2 separate regions of the Sus scrofa genome follow, and region 2 is linked to region 1. Evidence: chromatin contacts called from public Hi-C data. All regions are on one chromosome and are shown on one strand. The core of a region is the stretch at or near the end of the contact, and the rest is flanking DNA. Distances in the headings are between cores, read along the strand shown. Region 1 overlaps RAB7A (ras-related protein Rab-7a). Region 2 overlaps RAB7A (ras-related protein Rab-7a).

Region 1 (5,729 bases), core at 921-3,420:
GACAGGGCTCAACCCTCCATCTTTACACCTGCATTACAGGACTTAAACACATAATCCAAGAATTTCTTACACTAATTTATACATTTTAATTGGTTGCATATATTAACATGTACTATAAGGTTCTTTTCTAAGAAGCATTACATAATAAATGGATACTGTAAAAAGATCTGATTAGTTAAAAGTAACAAGCATTAACAGATACATACAAAACTCAGCCTGACAGACTGGGTGTGAGCCTGTAATGAGCATGGGGCACCAGCCTTCCCAAGTGGAGCCTTCACAGGAGGGGACGGGTGGGGGTAAAAAGACCACAAGACGGTTAAAAAAATCAGGTAACTAATTAGACACAGATTAACTGTAAACAGTTCTCTCTCTCCAGTGGACAAAAAGGAAGCTTCTGATGCCGACTCCACACCGGAGGGGTTTCTACAGCTGGCCCATCCTGCTGCCACAAGAGGGCTGCTGTGGGGACGCTGATGGAGCCGCCTCGGGCCTGTGCCGTGGAGTCTGTGTCAGGTATGTATGTGTGTGTGTGTGTGTGTGTGTGTGTGTGTGCAGGGTGAGGGTGTAGTAGGGTGGGGTTTCTCTTGGCAGCTGGAAAGGAGAGATGACTCTGGGGAAGGAGGGCGTGTGGTGGAAGGCCTAAGTGTGTTCTTGGATCGTGAAGGACTCTGTGCTCTGCTCACTGTCGCTTCAGCAACTGCAGGTTTCCGCCGGGGGCTTGGCCCGGTCGTTCTTGTCCAGTTTGATGGGTTCAGGGAATTCATTGTAGAGCTCCACCTCCGTCTCCTGGGCAAGGGAAAGACCGTTGGTTACTCAGGGCATGTGGGCAGCAGCAGCAGCGGAGAGCCTGGCTATCAGGCCTGAGCTGGGCAGAGTGGGGAGGGGGCGGGGGCAGGCTCAGCAGCGAAGAGGGGGCTCTGGCAGAAGGTGCTCAACCTGAAAAGGCCAAGCACGAGGAAGAGGGAAGTTCTGCAGCAAGAGCAGGAAAACGGAGCCGAGGTGCCCTGCGTCAGAGCATCCTGGCTGCCAGGGGATGACCAGAGGTTCTGCCGACATGTAGAGTCAGACGTCCAGGGGCAACGTGGGCCAGGGTCAAGTGCTCGCTGCCCTCTCAGTCTCCTTATTTTTCTGGACTTAGGGTCTTTTTCTTGCAAAGGTTTAGGAGGATCTGTCCCCAGCACTGCACACGGAGCCCAGCCAGGCACAGACCCTCCACCCGTACCCAGCATCTGCTAGGGCTGTGGCTGGCGCCGTCACTTGTGCTCAAGCAGCGTGTTTCCTCTGAGGAACAGCTTTCTACTTCCTGGTGTGGAAAACTGAGCACCTACCTGTGTGTCAGGAGCCATTCAAGGATTTGGAGAGAAAGCAGGGAGTGCTTGTAGTCACCTAAAGTTGGTCCATTCATAACTGCCTGACAAACCTCTAGGCCTACGTATTAAAAGCTCTACTGGGGTTGACCCCGGAGCGTCCAGTCCATGCTTTCTAGTATGGTCACAAAGTCCGTGAAGATAATAATCACCACCGTCTCCTTACAGGATGTTTACAGCGCCCCCAAAACACAATCTGACCTACTGGCAGCCATTGGCGACCTGAGCCCTCTGCAAACACTTTCCTCAATGGAGACGGAATTTGGTGGCACCTTAATGATGGACTACTGGCCGCTAGAATGGAGAAAAAAATAAGCCTTGCTTCAGCCACCCAGTCTGTGGTCTCGGTTATGGCATCCAGAGCACATGAATACAACTGTCATAATAACAATTCCTGTCAGACTTTCAATAAGCTTGTGTCTTGGGGGAGGGTGAGGAAGGAAAAAATTGTAACTGGAATAAAACTCTTGGTCTAAATGGAAAATGCACCACAATAGCCAACCAAAAATTGTAAAACCAGCCAGGGGAGGCTGGCCTTCCCAGAGGTCAGAGTACACGGGAAAGGGGAGGGTAGACAAAAAAGAGACCCCAAATGTACCAGAGTATTGGCTACAAAAAAGGCAGGGAAAGTCTAGAAATTTAAAAAGGCATTCCATTTTTTTCTATGGCCAAAGGAGGTAGGGATCACTGCATTGCAGGTGAAGTTAATTTCAATTCATCAGTGCTCGCAAGAACAGGGCAGCCCAGCTGTAGCAGAGAAAACCCACCAGGGGGCGGTGTCAGGACCGCCCCAGGGGAGGCCTACTGCTTGCTAGCAGGGCAGGAAAAAAGAAAACCCCCTGCTGGTAGGAAGTGAAGTATTACTGTCCCAGGGGAAAACACTGGCACCCTCCATTAAAAATACACATGCCTTGGAGTTGTCCTGGTGGCACAATGGGTTAACGACCTAGTGCTGTCACGGCTGTGGCATAGATCCCTGGCTCAGGAACTTGGGCATGCAGTGGCCAAACTAACAATCTACAAAAACTGGCTCGCAGACTTTTGCTGTCCCTTGGTATACTTTTCTTTCAGAGAAACTCCAGCAGTGATGCAGGGAGCCCCCAGTCCTTGGATCCACCCATTCTGACAGGTCCAGATGCCCTGTCAGCTGAGCACCACAGCCTGGGCAAACTTGCTGCCAGAAGCCAGCGACCTGCAGGGCCCTTCCCACTTACCATTTACTCCCCTGAGCTTTGTACCCCCACAGATACTAATGAGGCCTGGAATATGCCTGTACTCACCGGCCCCAATAGAGCGGCTGAACCAAAAAGCCTTCAATTAACACATACCAACAAGAGATCACTTACTTGGCAGGGGCAGGGGGGGCGGCGGTTTACAGCTGAAGAAACAAGAAAATGCAGGCAAACTTTATCCAAGGACTAGAATTACTCAAGCTCTGGGTTAACTTTCTGGGGATCATTCAGGACAACTGAGAGTCAGTATACCTCATTTCACCTCCATTAACACCCGAAGGTTAGCAGGAGGGGCAGGGGCTCAGATATGATAAAAACTAGATCCAGCTTCCTTTTCCATTAAGTGGCTTCAGCGACCTCTAAAAATGGCTCACTATTCACTTGACCCAAAAACCCCACAAAATCATTCAAATCTTCGTAATCACTTTAGGAGCACTTGTGAAACTGCCCAGGCCATTAAGGGTATGAAAAGCCACCAAACATCTCAAAGCTGTCACTTTACAGAAGCAGTGTGTGCCATTCCATATTTTTTTGTCTTTTTAGGGACACACCTGCAGCATATGAAGGTTCCCAGGCTAGGGGACTAATAGGAGCTGTTACTGCTGGCCTACGCCACAGTCACATCAACTTGGGATCTGAGCCGAGTTTGCGACCTACACCACAGCTCACAGCAACGCTGGATCCTTAACTCACTGAGCGAGGCCAGGGATTGAACCTGCAATCTCATGGTTACTAGTTGGATTTGCTTCCACTGTGCCATGATGGGAACTCCCCCATTCTGTCTTAACAGTGGTGGAGGTGGGAGGCCAAACAGTAGCACAGGACACAGGGTCAGTGGATTAAAGGAAGTGCTGAATTTTTTTTTTGCTTTGCTTTTTTAGGGCCATACATGCTGGCCTATACCACAGCCACAGCAACACAGGATCTGAGCCTCCTATGCAACCTACACCACAGCTCATAGCAACACCAGGTCCTTAACCCACTGAACAAGGCCAGGGATCAAACCCTATTCCTCATGGATACTAGGTGGGTTCATAACCTGCTGAGCTGCAGTGGGAACTCTGGAAGTGCTGAATTTTAATTGCGCAAACTCCAGAATGAGAAGAGCGCTGAACCTCAAGGCTCGGGTGTGCACTCTCCAGTCACTGAGCACATGCAGGGCAACAAAGCCACCCAGAAGCACCGCCCCTCCCCCGCCAACCCCACTGACAGAGAAAGAGCACCCTGTTCTAAACCAGAAGAACAAGATATCCCGAAGAAACTGAAGAAACAAAAACTTAGAGCCTAGGAATAAATTCCGCAAAAAATAAATGCAAATAAAAGTAAAAGTAACAGACAAAACCCCAACCAGATCCAATGAGAGGCAGAGTTGGGACTGGAATTCAAGTTCCCTCCCTAACCAGGAAAAGGAACCTAAAGAGGGCCCTCTAGAGGCCCAACTTCAACAGCTGCAAAGGTGCCGGTCAGACAAGGGCAGCCTTAGCTGACCTCCCCATTGCCCTCCACCACTGAAGTTACTGACCAACAAATCCTTCCTGAAAGCTTTAGCAGAACGTGTCATTACTGTCCCAGATAATGACAGCTAGGAGAGAAGGGTAAGGAAAAGACAGGCAGGGGCTGAGACCCACCTGCTTCAGCGCGTTCCGAGCGATCGTCTGGAAGGCTTGCTCCACATTGATGGCCTCCTTGGCGCTGGTCTCAAAGTAGGGAATGTTGTTTTTGCTGTAGCACCAGGCCTGCGCCCGCTTCGTGGCCACCTAGAAGGAGAGGCATGTGTGCTCAAGACAGGGCTGCCCGGCATGGCTGCTATCCTGCCCAGAAGGGCCGTGGTCCCCGTCCACAGGAGATGCTGGCTATGTGCCCACTGCCACCCTGGCTACAGCCATAGCTCCCAGTAAACACGCAGCAGCCCATGAAGAAAAGCCTCATCTCCTGTGGAACCTTGGGGGGTCTGCAGCTTGGGAAACACCTGGAGGCTTGGTTGTCAGGCCTGAAGCCCTTTCCCTGTCACCACCGGTTATATCACCTGTGCCACATCCCTAAGGGCCCAAATCCTGCAGCTCCCACCCCACCTCCAACCCATTCTCCGCATGAAAGGAGAACTAGGTTACTGAGGGAAGATGGGAAAGCCGAGCTCTAATTAAGACATACTCTCTGTCCCCAGGGAGATGCTACTTGAAGGTAAACCAGAGCAATCTTACTCAAAGCCTCAGGGACCTTTTGTATGCGTGGAGACCTAGGCAGGCCCTGAAGACAACAATATCTAATCCCCTCCTGGGGATGGGGGAACGAGGTGCAGAGGCACAGGCAGTAGGTCAGAGTCAGCCAGGGACAGCGTGGGGATGTAAGCCGGTCTCCTGGCCCTGGTCCTCAGAGGCAGCTGGCGTGGAGGCAGTGCACCCCCAGCACTCCAGGCTCGGCATAGAACGTGCCAAACTCACAAAAGCCCCTCAGAAGCAGGTGGCTCTCAAAGAACACGAAAGTGACAGCGGTCCCCAGAATGTTCCTCCTGGCCAGCAGCTCTCAGCACCATCTCCAGGTCAGAAGACTCCGGCCAGATGACAGAGCCCACTCGAGAAGCATCCCCCACTTAGCAATCGTGACGTGGACTGCAGATCAGGTCTGCCTCTAAGTTCCAGAGACTGAATCCCACATGGCCTTAAGTCACATCACTTCCCTTAGGCCAGGAGGGACAGCCAGTATGGGCAAGTCCAGAATGGACTCGCTCCTCTGTGGGCATAACTTGAAAGGGAATGCCACTGCACCCCCCTGCCAGGGGGCCAAGACCTTTCCAAGGTCAGGAAGCCTGGGGCTGGGCAGGCAGGTAACTAGGTGGTGGTCCCGCCCCTGCCCCACAAGGGGGCGCACCCAGCCCAACAGATCCTTGAGGCACCTGGCTTTTTGCTAAGCAAATCTAAAAACTGTACCAGTCACCCAAAAAGTAGCTGCCACTTTTTAAAGAAAGCCTTTTCACGATTTAGGGGCTATAATCTAAATGCCTTCCACCACCTTCAGCACTCACCTGTCTGTTTTCGAGGTCGATCTTGTTTCCCAACACAACAAAGGGGAAGTTTTCGGGATCCCGGGGACTGGCCTGGATGAGAAACTCATCTCTCCAGCTATCCAG
Region 2 (5,729 bases), core at 1,329-3,828, 56 kb after region 1:
ATTCGTCCCCTAGCCTGGGAACCTCCATGTGCTGAGGGTGTGGCCCTAGAAAGACAAAAAGACCAAAAAAATTTAAATATTAAAAAAAAAAAAAAAAAGAAAGAAAGGCTTGGGAGTTCCCACCATGGTGCAGTGGGTTAAGAATCTGACTGTAGCAGCTTGGGTCACTGCTAGAGGTGTGGGTTGGATCCCCGGCCCAGCATAATGGGTTAAAGGATCCTGCATTGCTGCAACTGTGGTGTAAGTCACAGCTGTGCCTCAATTCAATCCCTGGCCTAGAACTTTCATATGCTGGGGGTGCAGCCATTAAAAAAACAAAAACAAAAACATGAAATGCTTTTAAAAGCATCATGAACATAATTTAAAACATAATACCTGCTTTCCCAAGTCTCTTTTCAATACATCACACAGGGCAACCAGGATATAAGGATTAAAAGATGTGCACTACTGTCCCAGCAAACCCAAGGGTCCTTGAGGGTCAGGAAGCAGGGTGTACAAGCCTGGGGGGCATGGCAGGTGCTCAGTAAGACCTGCAGACTGAGTGAGTGAGGGTGTGGGTTTGTCCAGATACATGGGGGGGCGGGGGGTGGGAAGGAGCCTCTTCCCTCTACCAGGCTGTCTCAGGAAAAGGCTTCTTCTAAATTTCCTGATAAATGATGTCAGACAAGTTGATGAGGAAACAGGACAAGGAGCAGGAGGAGCACCAATTTAATCAGAAGCAAACATGCCTTTGAGCATAACTTCAACAGAGTTCTACAAAGACGGAAAACCGCCCAGCTCATCAAAATACATTATGAAGCAGAGCAGCAAATAAGCCAGGGCACTGTCCCAGAGACAAAGGATGAACAGATGTGTTTTTAAAAGGCACATGTAGGTGGAAAATTAGTGTGTGTGATTAAAAAAACTTTATAATCAGTGAGGAAAGGATGACAACACAGTGAAATACTGGGGCAGCTATGCATATAGGAAAAGATTCTGACATCACATCACGGAGAATTCCTTGCTAAGCACTAGGAAAAAACACTGCTTTTATTGTCCTAGGGATGGGACATGATATGAAACCCAGAAAACAAAACAAATGGACAGATGTGACTACAGAAAAGATTTTATACTAGAAAAACAGTACTAACCAAACCAAGCCAAGAGAAACAAGTCAGAAACACTGCAACATGAAAAAGGGGCAACATTCTTACCACATAAAAAATATTCTTACTATGTAAGAAACACTTTTTTTTTTTTGCTTTTTAGGGCCATACCCGGAGCATATGGAAGTTTCCAGGCTAGGGGATGAATTGGAGCTGCAACTGCCGAACTACCCGAACTACACCACAGCCACAGCAACGCAGGATCTGAGCCACATCTGTGACCTACACCACAGCTCACAGCAATGCTGGATCCTTAACCCACTGAACAAAGCCAGAGATTGAACATTCATCCTCATGGATACTAAGTCAAGTTCATAACCCCCTGAGCCACAATAGGAACTCCAAAACATTCTTGCTATGTATTAAAAAAAAAAAAAAATTTCAACTATAATGGAAAAAATAAAAATCATTTAAAAAAAAACCCTCCCCTGGGCTTTAGAGAACAAAAGCCCATTCACAAAAGAAAAACAAATGGTTAATCTTTTTTAAAAAGTTGAATCCATTTAACAAGGAAATAGGAATGTTAAATAGTGAGGCACCACTTAAAATTTCCCCACAAAGAAAACTAGTAATTGGCAATTATTTATATAAAAAGAATTTCCAAATGACAAATATCGAGTGCATAACCTTCCTGGAGGCAGTGTAATAATGAATACCAAACCTCTAAAGTTTGTATAACCACTATATCTTAAGTAAATAAATAACCAGAGACACAGACAAACATTAAATAATTTTGTTAAAAACTTGGAAGTAACTGATATGTTCATTCAGAGGTCAGTTAAACTTTGGCAGCAGTATTCAGCAGCCATTGTAAACAATGTACTGACAAGCACAGATGTCTAGTACACAGACAGAAATTTTTAAAAGCAAGCTACAGAAATATGTACTGTACAATCCCCTTTAACTATAACAATGTAAATGTGGACATACAGTCACCAAATTACATGGAAGGATGGTAGAGAATTCTTCACTTGAAGACTTCTACACTGCTTCTATAGTTCAGAAACAAGTTCATTCTAGGAAAAAGCTAAGCATTTAGCACTGAGGTCACCCTTGCCCCTCAGAAAGAAGTGAATGAGCAGGACTCCACACAGGGTACAGCTTTTCCAATGGCTGAAGGGTCCTTTGGGTTTTGATGGGGTCACCTTGCCAGTTAGGATATTGCTAAAGCCACTGCCATACAACCAAGAGCCAAAGCAAGTTAAAACAGGAAGGATCTTGTGGTCAGTTAAACTACAAGTGGTTGCCCTTATCCTTGGGAGATTGGTTCCAAGACCCCACTGGATGCCTGAAGCCACAGACAGTAAGTACTGAACCCTATACCCACTATAAAGTTTAACTCTCTCTCAAAACACCTGACAGTGCTGTGCTCACCCTTCCTCTTCCTGTGATGCAAGATGATCAAATGTCCACATGACACAAGGAAATAAGGAGGAGAGACTAGACATTGCAACAGTTAGGCTACCAATGACCTGATGACATGTCAGATGGATGACATCTGCTTCGGGGGACCCAGGATCCTGGAGCCACAACAAGGTCGATGCCTGATGTATGGAGAAGAGCATGTGGACCATAAGGCTGGGGATCCCAGGCAGAAGGACCAAGGCAGCAGGAGATTTCGTCATACTACTCAGAACAGCACACGATTCAAAAATCACCAACTGTTTACTTTTGTAATTTTCCATTTAGTATTTTTGGACCATGGTCGACCACAGGTAACTGAAACCACAAATGTGAACCTAGGGATAAGAGGGGCTGCTGTAGCCTCACTTTTTTTTTTTTAAGGCTGCACCTGAGGCATATGAAAGTTCTCAGGCTAGGAGCCAAATCAGAGCTGCAGCTGCCAGCCTACACCACAACCACAGCAATGCCAGATCCAAGATGCATCTATGACCTATACCACAGCTCATGGCAACACTGGATCCTTAACCCACTGAGCGATGTCAGGGATCAAACCCACATCCTCATGGATATTATTCAGGTTTATTACCACAGAGCAACAATGGGAACTTCCTGTACTCTCATTTTTCAGAGGCAGAAACTGAAGCTGAGGAACTACCTTGAAAACCCTCCTGTGGCCCTGCTTATGGAAGCTGCCACAGTCCCACAGGATCTGGTCCACCGATTTCAAACAATGTGGAGAATTTACAGGTATTTCTTTTCTCAAACACAGGGAACCAAACACAGGTAGGTAGGGTGTGTTGTGTGTGTGTGTGTGTGTGTGTGTGTGTGTGTGTGTGTGTGTGTGTGTGTGTGTGTGTATCAAAAGCCACTTGGGGAATGTATTTTTAGTTCTTTCAAAATGGTTACATTTTGGGGGCAAACAATATATTAATCTAGGATCTACCCTAAGACCCTCTCCTTAAGCATGAAAACATCTACAGGACATGTTTAAGTCACTATATAAAATATGGGTGGCAGGGATTCAGCGAAAGGTGAGAATACGACAAGCCCAAGTGGCCAGGAAGAGCTTAAGAAACAAAGCTAGTGGTACCCAGTTAGGCAGGATGCAGACAGACTAAAGAAGCAGGGGATCACATGTGATCAGGAAAAGGCTGGTAAAGCAGGTCAGGGCAACATGGGCTTTGCAGCCAAGGGACAAAGTCAGGGAGACAAGCTGGAGACAGTCTGTGCAGGGTCCCACGCAGGTCAGTGGAAACACAGGTTCGCTGGCTGGGTGGGAGCAGGACTAAGGACCACTTTAGGACTACTCAGGAAACTTTAAGAAGGGAGGTGGGGTGCCGGAAATGTGGAGGGCAAGTGAGGACTCGTGCAAACATTCTTTCCACACCTACCGCATGTGAAGGACACTGCAAGGCACAAGGAGAGGTCCCCACATAAGATTTCTTAGGATAGGAAAGTGGTTTGTGAATGAACACCATGGACTATTTGGTATCCTTTTTTTTTTTGGGGGGGGGTCTTTTTGCTATTTCTTGGGCCCTCCCGCGCATATGGAGGTTCCCAGGCTAGGGGTCGAATCGGAGCTGCAGCCACCAGCCTACGCCAGAGCCACAGCAACACAGGATCCGAGCCGCGTCTGCAACCTACACCACAGCTCATGGCAACGCCGGATCGTTAACCCACTGAGCAAGGGCAGGGACCGAACCCGCAACCTCATGGTTCCTAGTCGGATTCGTTAACCACTGCGCCACGACGGGAACTCCTTGGTATCCTTTTTAGCATTTAAATTACCAGCTGACTGGAATCAGAATCTAAAAACAAGGCATTCCTCCCCCCAATGGCTATGACCTACCTAAGCCAGCCAGTGTAAAACTAGGACCACAGCCCAGATATTTCCAGTCAAATGTCTCCTGATTCCTTGTGTAGTGTGACTCACTCTAGCCAGTGAACTGTGAGCAGAAGTGACATGTCATTAATGGGTTGAAACATTAACGGCAGAGCAAGACCCTCCAATAATTCTCCTTTACTTTGCCAAGAGAGCCACCAGTATCCCAGATTGTGGCTGCTGCTTCAGCTGGAGTAAGAATGATGCACAGCCCCTGGGAAGAATCCATGCTGCTTGAGCAGAAAATAAACCTCTGTTGTTTTTGGCCTTTTTGAGGTTATTTGTTACTACAGAATAAAAGCCAATTCAGTATGATGCTGCTTGAAAAATCACTACCTGGAAAAGAAACAGGATAGTCAAAGCAATTCTCTTTCTTTTTTTTGGCCACATCTGCAGAATGTGGAGGTTCCCGGGCCAGGGATCGAACCCATGCCACAGCAGCAACCTAAGCCAATGCAGTGACAACACCGGATCCTTAACCTGCTGAACCACCAGGGAACTCTCAAAACATCCCTCTTTTATTTTTATTTTTTATTTTGCTTTATAGGGCCGCACCTATGGCATATGGAAGTTTCCAGTCTAGCAGTCGAATCAGAGCTGTAGCTGCAGGCCTACGCCACAGCCATGCCAGCCTGACCCACTGAGTTAGGCCAGGGATGGAACCTGCATCGTCATGGATACTAATCGGATTCGTTTTTGCTGTGCCACAACAGGAACTCCCAGCATCCCTCTTTAAAAAAAAAAAAACCTTTAAAAACCCCGCTTAATAAATAAGAGTTCTCTGGTTCCTCCACAGAAGATGCCATTCTTCTCACCACTCTCAGGCTTAAAGACACATATGCCAACTTGGAACATGGAGTGTGGGGCCTCCCTGATACTAAGCATGCTCTTCCAGGCTGTTCTTTCCTCTGAAAAAAAAGAATATCAACAACTCACATGCTTAGTTTGAACTCAGAGGTAAACCATAATCAAGGTAAACATTCCCAAACTGTAACACAACATTGTAAACTATACGTCAATTAAAAAATGAAAAAAAAACGGGAGTTCCTGTCGTGGCTCAGTGGTTAATGAATCCGACTAGGAACCATGAGGTTGCGGGTTCGATCCCTGGCCTCACTCAGTGGGTTAAGGATCTGGCATTGCCATGAGCTGTGGTGTAGGTTGCAGACGTGGCTCGGATCCTGCGTTACTGTGGCTCTGGTGTGGGCCGGCAGCTATAGCTCTGATTGGACCCCTGACCTGGGAATCCCCATATGCCGCAGGAGCGGCCCTAGAAAAGGCAAAAAGACAAAAAACAA

The links. Hi-C and Micro-C count contacts between places; a contact is called where the count stands out from the background.
Region 2: a Hi-C map of liver shows a contact between it and region 1, with 1.9 times the contacts expected there. The contact joins two enhancer-like sites. A contact is called at or near these places in 1 of 5 promoter capture datasets (liver), 11 of 47 Hi-C or Micro-C datasets (blood, brain, embryonic fibroblasts and 6 more) and 1 of 2 datasets of contacts at active chromatin or transcription factors (alveolar macrophages).

What each region holds. Positions count from the first base shown.
Region 1 is chr13:71,778,046-71,783,774 of Sscrofa11.1, forward strand. RAB7A (ras-related protein Rab-7a) reads right to left here. Exons shown (of 7, transcript XM_021069433.1): 5 at 5,625-5,729; 6 at 4,231-4,359; 7 at 1-789. The coding sequence ends at 694. LOC110256294 (a long non-coding RNA gene) reads left to right here. Exons shown (of 4, transcript XR_002337669.1): 3 at 380-516; 4 at 1,539-1,858. Among named protein-coding and RNA genes, the nearest start is that of HMCES, 49 kb to the left of the region's middle. Within about 2 kb of position 2,171, at least 11 of the 83 cell types and tissues checked have an H3K27ac peak or open chromatin away from gene starts, as enhancers often do. A contact at or near this core is called in alveolar macrophages and liver, where this site is marked.
Region 2 is chr13:71,833,138-71,838,866 of Sscrofa11.1, forward strand. The region is part of intron 2 of RAB7A (ras-related protein Rab-7a); the gene reads right to left. Among named protein-coding and RNA genes, the nearest start is that of RAB7A, 51 kb to the right of the region's middle. Within about 2 kb of position 2,579, at least 13 of the 83 cell types and tissues checked have an H3K27ac peak or open chromatin away from gene starts, as enhancers often do. A contact at or near this core is called in alveolar macrophages and liver, where this site is marked.